2 separate regions of the Sus scrofa genome follow, and region 2 is linked to region 1. Evidence: chromatin contacts called from public HiChIP or PLAC-seq data. All regions are on one chromosome and are shown on one strand. Each heading gives the region's core, a stretch centred on a gene start, on an enhancer-like site or on the middle of the called end of the contact. The rest is flanking DNA. Distances are from core to core; before and after follow the strand shown.

Evidence for each region. HiChIP or PLAC-seq counts read pairs in DNA pulled down with a chosen protein or histone mark.
Region 2: a contact with region 1 is called in an H3K27ac HiChIP or PLAC-seq map of skeletal muscle. The contact joins two enhancer-like sites. A contact is called at or near these places in 11 of 47 Hi-C or Micro-C datasets (alveolar macrophages, brain, fetal heart ventricle and 6 more) and 1 of 2 datasets of contacts at active chromatin or transcription factors (skeletal muscle).

What each region holds. Positions count from the first base shown.
Region 1 is chr16:48,438,142-48,441,588 of Sscrofa11.1, forward strand. The region is part of intron 2 of MAP1B (microtubule-associated protein 1B); the gene reads left to right. Among named protein-coding and RNA genes, the nearest start is that of MAP1B, 37 kb to the left of the region's middle. Within about 2 kb of position 1,575, at least 33 of the 83 cell types and tissues checked have an H3K27ac peak or open chromatin away from gene starts, as enhancers often do. A contact at or near this core is called in skeletal muscle, where this site is marked.
Region 2 is chr16:48,556,223-48,559,669 of Sscrofa11.1, forward strand. All of the region lies in intron 8 of MRPS27 (28S ribosomal protein S27, mitochondrial), which reads right to left. Among named protein-coding and RNA genes, the nearest start is that of PTCD2, 47 kb to the right of the region's middle. Within about 2 kb of position 1,504, at least 17 of the 83 cell types and tissues checked have an H3K27ac peak or open chromatin away from gene starts, as enhancers often do. A contact at or near this core is called in skeletal muscle, where this site is marked.

The DNA.
Region 1 (3,447 bases), core at 325-2,824:
CCTTTCTGTATTAAGCTCCTTGTGATAGAAACAAGGACGCAAATAACAGGAAAAACATGTTAGCGAGGAGGTTTGCACATATCCAGTAATTTCAGGTGAGGAGGATGCATTTGAAAAGAGGTAAAACTGTGGTTGTGGAAGCAATCACTTTACACCTATGCAAGTGGATGCAATCACCCTTTACTTTAGACAGCTTGGAAAAAGAAAAGGGCCAAGATCTGAGTGGGCCTGGTTTTGTTTCGAGTGTGCATCTGGTTCCTTTTGCTTTTCTGTCCCAATCCCAGTCTCAGTGTGTGGGTCCTTGTGGTTGAAAGGATGACCACACAGGGAGGTCCCCCTGTGGTGCCATGGCTTAACGACCCAGCGTTGTCTCTGGTGGTGTGGGTTCTATCCCTAGGCCGGTGCCTGGTTAAGGATCTGGTGTTGCCCCAGCTGTGGCGTAGGTCGCAGCTGCAACTCAGAGTCAATAGATTTCTGTTCTAGGAACTTCGGTATTCTGTAGGCGTGGCCAAAAAAAGACTAAAGGGAGGCCCGTATAGTAAACCAGCTCTAGGCACCAACTCCTGGGGGTGGGGGCAGTGCACTGTCTAATCTGCCCACCTTCTGGACCACTTAGCTGTTGCGGATGCCCACAACATCATATGCTTCTTCTGGCGTCTCCTGGCGCATCACCTAGGCCAGTGCAGGGAGGGGTGCCCTGCACCCTAGGCTCCACTCCCACCCTGTGTCTCCCCGTGTGTTCCTGCACTTCGCCTTTCTCCTGCCCTCTAGCTTTTTCCCTTGTCTCCTCCCATCTTTTGTCTCTTCCGCTCTTTTCTGCCTTTGATTTGCTAGGGACCATGACACACCTCAGAGCAGGGCCAGCAAGCTGAACACTTGTCACCCAGCGCTCCAGAATTTAAGGGGTTGGAGGTCCTTGAACAAGTCTTGATAGCCACGTCTTTAATCTTTTTTGGCAGGTTTTTCATGGTCTCCGATGCCCAGTTAGAAATAGATGAAAAGACCTGAATTGAGAGCCTTTGTATGAGCAGTTTACCGGCAGGGCAGCCCTGTCTGCAGGCCACAGAGGTCTCTTAAAATCATTAATGCATCAAGCAGGGACTGGTAGCCAGAGTGACCTTTCCCATTCGTGGCCAGCCCGGAGCTTAGAAAACTTCAGCTCTTTTCCTAAGAGAATAACCCTCTCAGTCCCGTATTGCATGACTCAGAAAGCTTGAAAGTGCCCTAGAATGACTTTCTCCATTGAGCCCAAGAAACATTGTGTAGAATCAGTCTGTCTGAAACTCCTTATATGGAGAGGTTTTGAGACTATTTTATGTTTGGTTTGTAAGAGGATCACGGCTTTAAAAAAGAAAGAGAGAAAAGAAAGGAAAGCCTAAGGCAAGGCAATGATATCATATTACCAAGAGGCTTGGTTAAAAAAGAAAAAGAAAAACATACCCTTTCCAATCCGTTCCACCCTAATACTGGATTACTGTGGAGGCAACAGCAAATCCATCATTTGCACTGGATCTGGCCGACCTGCCCCTGCATCTTGAAGGCTTTGGACCAAGGAAGCCCTCCCTGATGAGACACTGTCTGCCCCTGTTTCCCAGCGCTGGCAGCTGCCGAGAGGCTGCGAGGCTGTAAAGTCCTGCCACGTGTTTCTGCAAATGGGCGGTTTTTATTATTTCTGGAACGCAGCCCCCAGCCCTAAATCTTAAAATGCTGACAGGGCAAAAGCAAAGGAGACGTGTGGGACCTTAACCAGCAAACAATTCGCTGACCTTCTCCACCTTGGCTCCACGCCCAGAGGAGTGAGTGACAGCAGTGGGGGTCCAGCCTAGGGGCTGGGCCACCTTCCCGGTGCCTACTGTGGACCCCCAGCCCTCCTACCTCCCATAAACTGACTGGGGGCCTAGGGCCAATCGGACCTCTTAAAGCCTAGAAGAGGAGTGATTGATTAAGAGCCCTGTGCGGGGTGGGGGTCAGGGCACTGCTTACATGCAGTTGAGAGATTGTGAAGCCCAGGCTTGCCGGCTTGTAGGCGGGGGCCTGCTCCCTGTGGGCGGGGCCTGCTCCCTGTAGGTGGGGCCTACCCACCTGTGGGTGGGGCCTGCCTTTTCTCATTCCCCTGCTTTCTTTAGCCGAGGAGGCTTCTGGGAAACCTCTCACTGTCCTTTAACACAGGGATAACCTAGAACCTCTGATGGGCGGCCAGAGTAAATAAACATCCTCTAAGCCAGGGTATTTATTTTCTGGGTTTTGTGCGAAATCAGTGGTGAAAAGTTTGTCTAGATGTCCGTATATTTGAGTTTTAATAAAGCATTTTTCTGTTCTTTTTAAGGGGTGTGAGTGTGTGTGTGTGTGTGTGTGCGCGCTCGCGCGCACGCTCACGCGCACGCTCACGCACAATATAGTTTGACCAGGATTCTCAGACAAGAAAAGGTGAACTCTCAGTCCCAGAATTTAGTAACAGAAGAATACAGCGCCTTGTTGAGATGCTGTATATGAAGAGAAGGTTCAATGCAATCCAAGGGGCAAACAAATACGTTTCCTTTTTAGGGCTCCACGGCGAGGCAGTGCTGGGAGGCCTTGTTTGCACACCCTGCACAGAGTCTAGGGGGAACGCTCTTTGGCATCTTCCTTCTCTTGTTCTTTTGCATCTGTAGTAGGTTCGAAATCCAGCAACTAAGCCTATTAGGCCTCATATCTAGGGGAGGAAAAAAAGAGAGAAGAAGCTTGATCCTGTGCGATCAACTTTGAGCCATTTCCCTTGCATAAAGTTCTTGAGCGTTAGGGCTTTGACTTTGTGGGATTTATTTTGGAGCTCTTTTCTTTTCTTTTCCACTGAATTCTAGCCTGCGTGTCTTAGAGTGGAGACTGCTGGATAGAGACCTTCTGGACACAGGACACGTTATGCTTGAATCTTGCAGACAGTGTTTTGGGGGGTGCCAGGGGAGAAATGAGCCAAGGAACACCTCTGAGAGATAGTTTAGGCCCCAAATAGGAATGGTCGAGAAGCGGCTGTGTGGGAGGGGCCCTGGAATGCAGTCCTTCTTACGGCTGAAACACAGAGCCCTCTTTTCTCTTGACCACCTGAGTCGCCGGAGACTGTTGGCACTTGTGCGTGATTTCAGAGGAGGGCCCATCGCTGCCTGTCTCTAGGCTGCCTGTGAATTACCCTCCCTGTCAGTGCCGATCACGTTCTGTACAGCTGTGGGGGACGCTGTCTGGGACAGACTCCCTCCTCAGCTCCGTTTATTAATATTTTTTGAGAGCCACCTTTGTGCAGATTTTACCCCCTGGACTGTTGAAGGCGAGGGCCTTGGCCTCTAAAGAAAATGATAGCAAGCCCAGTGGAAAATGGTCATCTACACAGCATGAGATGATGGAAAGATCTTCCTGGGAATTTGGGAGCCCTTGCCACCGACCTTTTCATTTCTCTTCCGAGAGAAAATACTGAAC
Region 2 (3,447 bases), core at 254-2,753, 120 kb after region 1:
AACCACACCACTTCCCTAGACTGATATTCTGTTTCACAATGAAATTTATTTGAAATTGTCTAAAAATCTGTCCTTAGTCAAACAATGGGTTCAAACAGAAGAAGACAAAGTGTACGTAGTCAGGGTTTTAAATGATGTTAATGTGCTTACAGACTTTATTCAACAAATATTTATTGAGCCTCAACTATGCTCCAGGCACAGATAAGTGCTGGGAATACAAAATCAAGATATAATAAAAAGTTCACCTTAGATCGGTGGTTCTCCAGAAGTACATTTTATCCAAAGTCACAAATATCTGCACCCAAAATCAAACTTACTGCTGCCAAAGATACAGATATCAAAACAAATTAAAAAGAATCTGTACTATCTTGCAGTAATAAGATATCAAGATCTTAAAAAAAAAAAAAAAGTGTGCTCAGATGTTGCTTTCCAAAAACTTTCCAGGTGAACTTTGTGAATCACTACAAAGTACGTGGCCAAAATGATCTAACTGCGGAGCTAAACAATTAGGCACAGAAAAGTAATACTTAGAAATGAAAAGAGAGAAGGGAAAAAATTACAGAGAGGCATTAAAAACCACTTTCACAGTGACTCCAGCTTCAGCAACAACATGGGCACCAAAACTAGCCTCAGCAGTTTCCTTACTTGGTTTCAAACCTATATTCATCCAAAATTAAAAACTCTTCTTTTGGTGGGGAAAAGAAAAAGAAAAAGATCTAAAAGTCAAAGCTCCTTAAAATACAATAAAATTTCAGAATCATAAACATGACAAACGTAATTTACCACAGAACTATATCAGAATATAGCCTTACTTTCAAATCATTCTTTCTTCCAATCTTCTAAAAGCCCAGAGGCTTGCTAGTGAATCAAAACAAACATCAGGCAAATTCTGCCTTTGTCCTTGAAAAGATTTTATTATTCTCTTTACCCCATGATTGTTTTTGAATAGGAAGGAAAATGTTTTGGCACCACTAGGGACGGTGATATGAACACCTAGCCAGAAACATGAGAATGTACTTTCAGGAGAATGAAACACATCACCACAATTTCATAATTTAAATTTAATATGCATGAATGTTTGTGGAGCTGACAAATAATGTTTTTATGAGATTGGGTGATATGGGGAAAAGGCTCAGAGGAAGAACCAGAACTTCAAAAGATCTAGGATGACTGCCCTCTGCTGTCACCCACTAGCTGTTTGACTTTGGAAAAGTTCTCTGGCCTACATCTTTCATCTACAAACGAAGGGCAAAAACAGTATCTGCTCTTTCAATTTTGCAGGCTCTTATTTTAGAAAGATAAACAAAAATGAGATGACAACGTACATTCATACCGGCAAAGGTAATTGTATTAGTAGACCTTTATTCTGACGACCCACAATTCCGCTCCAATTGATGGGTGGCCAAATGGACTTTTGAGAGTTTTGTTCATTTCATCCCACTCTGGCTGAGCATTCCTGAAAGCAGGGAGTCTGTGTGAACAGCCATTTGCACTCCCTCTTAAGGACGCGCATTACTGAAAATGATGTAACCAGCCGGCTCTGAAGCCAGCAGCTCCGATGGGAAGGAAGAGACAAAGGAAGGAAGAGGCATCTGGCTTTCTTGGTAATTCTTTCATTGACCATATTATTCATATGGTGCAGTACAATTCAAAATTGTTATGTACAAGTTTACTTTGTAAAGTAGCCCAAAAGTGGGAACAGGGACAAAAATCAGTCCTAGTAAGTGTGTAAGCAAATACAAGGCTGCATCTTTCAGAAAAAAAGGTGGTTTTTCTCTAATTTCTCTGCCTAGAAGAGGCAGTTTTTTTATTTGCACAAGCATGCCTTAAAAGCTCTTTGGTGTCCTGGTCACATATCTGAGACTTTCAACCATCACTTGAGCCTCCCAACAAGGGAGGAAAGACAATGTATATTCAAATAGGGTATCTGCAAAACATTTCTAACAATTAACAAGAGTGTTAAACAAAGGAAAAGGGGAATGATGGAGGCTGAGCAAAGTGGCCAGAATTGTGGACTTCATCATCAGATATCAAAACACAGTAAGAAGCCACAATAATTAAAACAAAGACGATGCTAATAAATGAAAAGGCAGATCAGTGGAACAACAAACACAGAAAGTTCAGAAACCCAAACAAGAAATTAATATATGATAAGGCAGCATTCATATCAGTAGGCAAAATATGGATTATTCGGTAAATGGCATTAAGGTAACTGGGTAGCTATTTGCATTAGGCATGGGTAAGGGTATGTGTATATATGAATCTGTACCTTACATAATTAAACACAAATAAATTCCAGGTGAACTGCATATTTACATGTTAAAAAAAAGGCATATGTTCACTTTTAGAAAATATGGGAAAATGTCTTGGGATAGAGTGTCACTCTTAGCCTGATGCAAAACCCATAAAAGAAAAGATTGATCCCTTTAGTTACATAAAAAATTAAAACGTCTACCTAGCAAAACCTACCATGAAGCAAATTAAAAGAAAAAAAAAAAGAATTGAGAAAAATATCAATCAACTCAAGGCTATTCCCTAAACATTGAGAGGTCCTACAAATCAATGAAAAAGACCAGTAACTCAGCAGAAAAACAGGATAAGAAATAAGAAAAGAAAGTTCACAGCATTTGGAATGGCTTTTAAGCATGTAAGAACATATCAATCTCACCAATAATAAAAAATATAAAATAAAACTACATTGAGAACATGTCAATCTCACCAATAATAAAAAACATAAAATAAAACTACATTAGTTTTTAAAAACTAATTTATAATTTAAAATCTTAAGAAAACTCCAGGCCCAGATGACTTCACTGGCGAATGCAATCAAATGTGGAGGAAATAACATAAATCTTAAATCGAAATTCAGATAATAAAAGGAAAGAACATTTTCCAATACATTTTACGACATCACATAATCCTGATGGCAAAATCACACAAGGACGTTACGAGCAAAGAAATTTAGAGACCAGTATTACTGACAACATAAACATTTCTAACAAATATTAATAAATTAAGAACACATCCAGACAATACATTCTTGGGCGTTCATCCCCAGAATGCAAGGCTGGATTAACACTTGAAAGCCAAAGTAATTCAGCATTAGAACAGAAAGGAAGAGAAAATCCACATGATAGTCTCTGTATGTAACAAAATTTGGCATCCATGCATGATAAAAATAGTCAGGAAACTAGGAATAAAAGTGAACTTCCTCAACCTGATAAAAGGGTACCTATGAAAAACCCATACTAACATCATTCTTAATGGTGATATATTAAACATGTTCTGCCCAGATTAGGGAAAAAAGCAAAGACATCTGCTTCTACTACTTTTACTTACTATTGTATATTGTAATAGAGGTCCTAGCTAGTGCAATAAGGGAAGAAAAAAATTAAAAGGCCTAAAATTTGTAAAGAAAGATATAAATATATTTCTATTCACAGACAA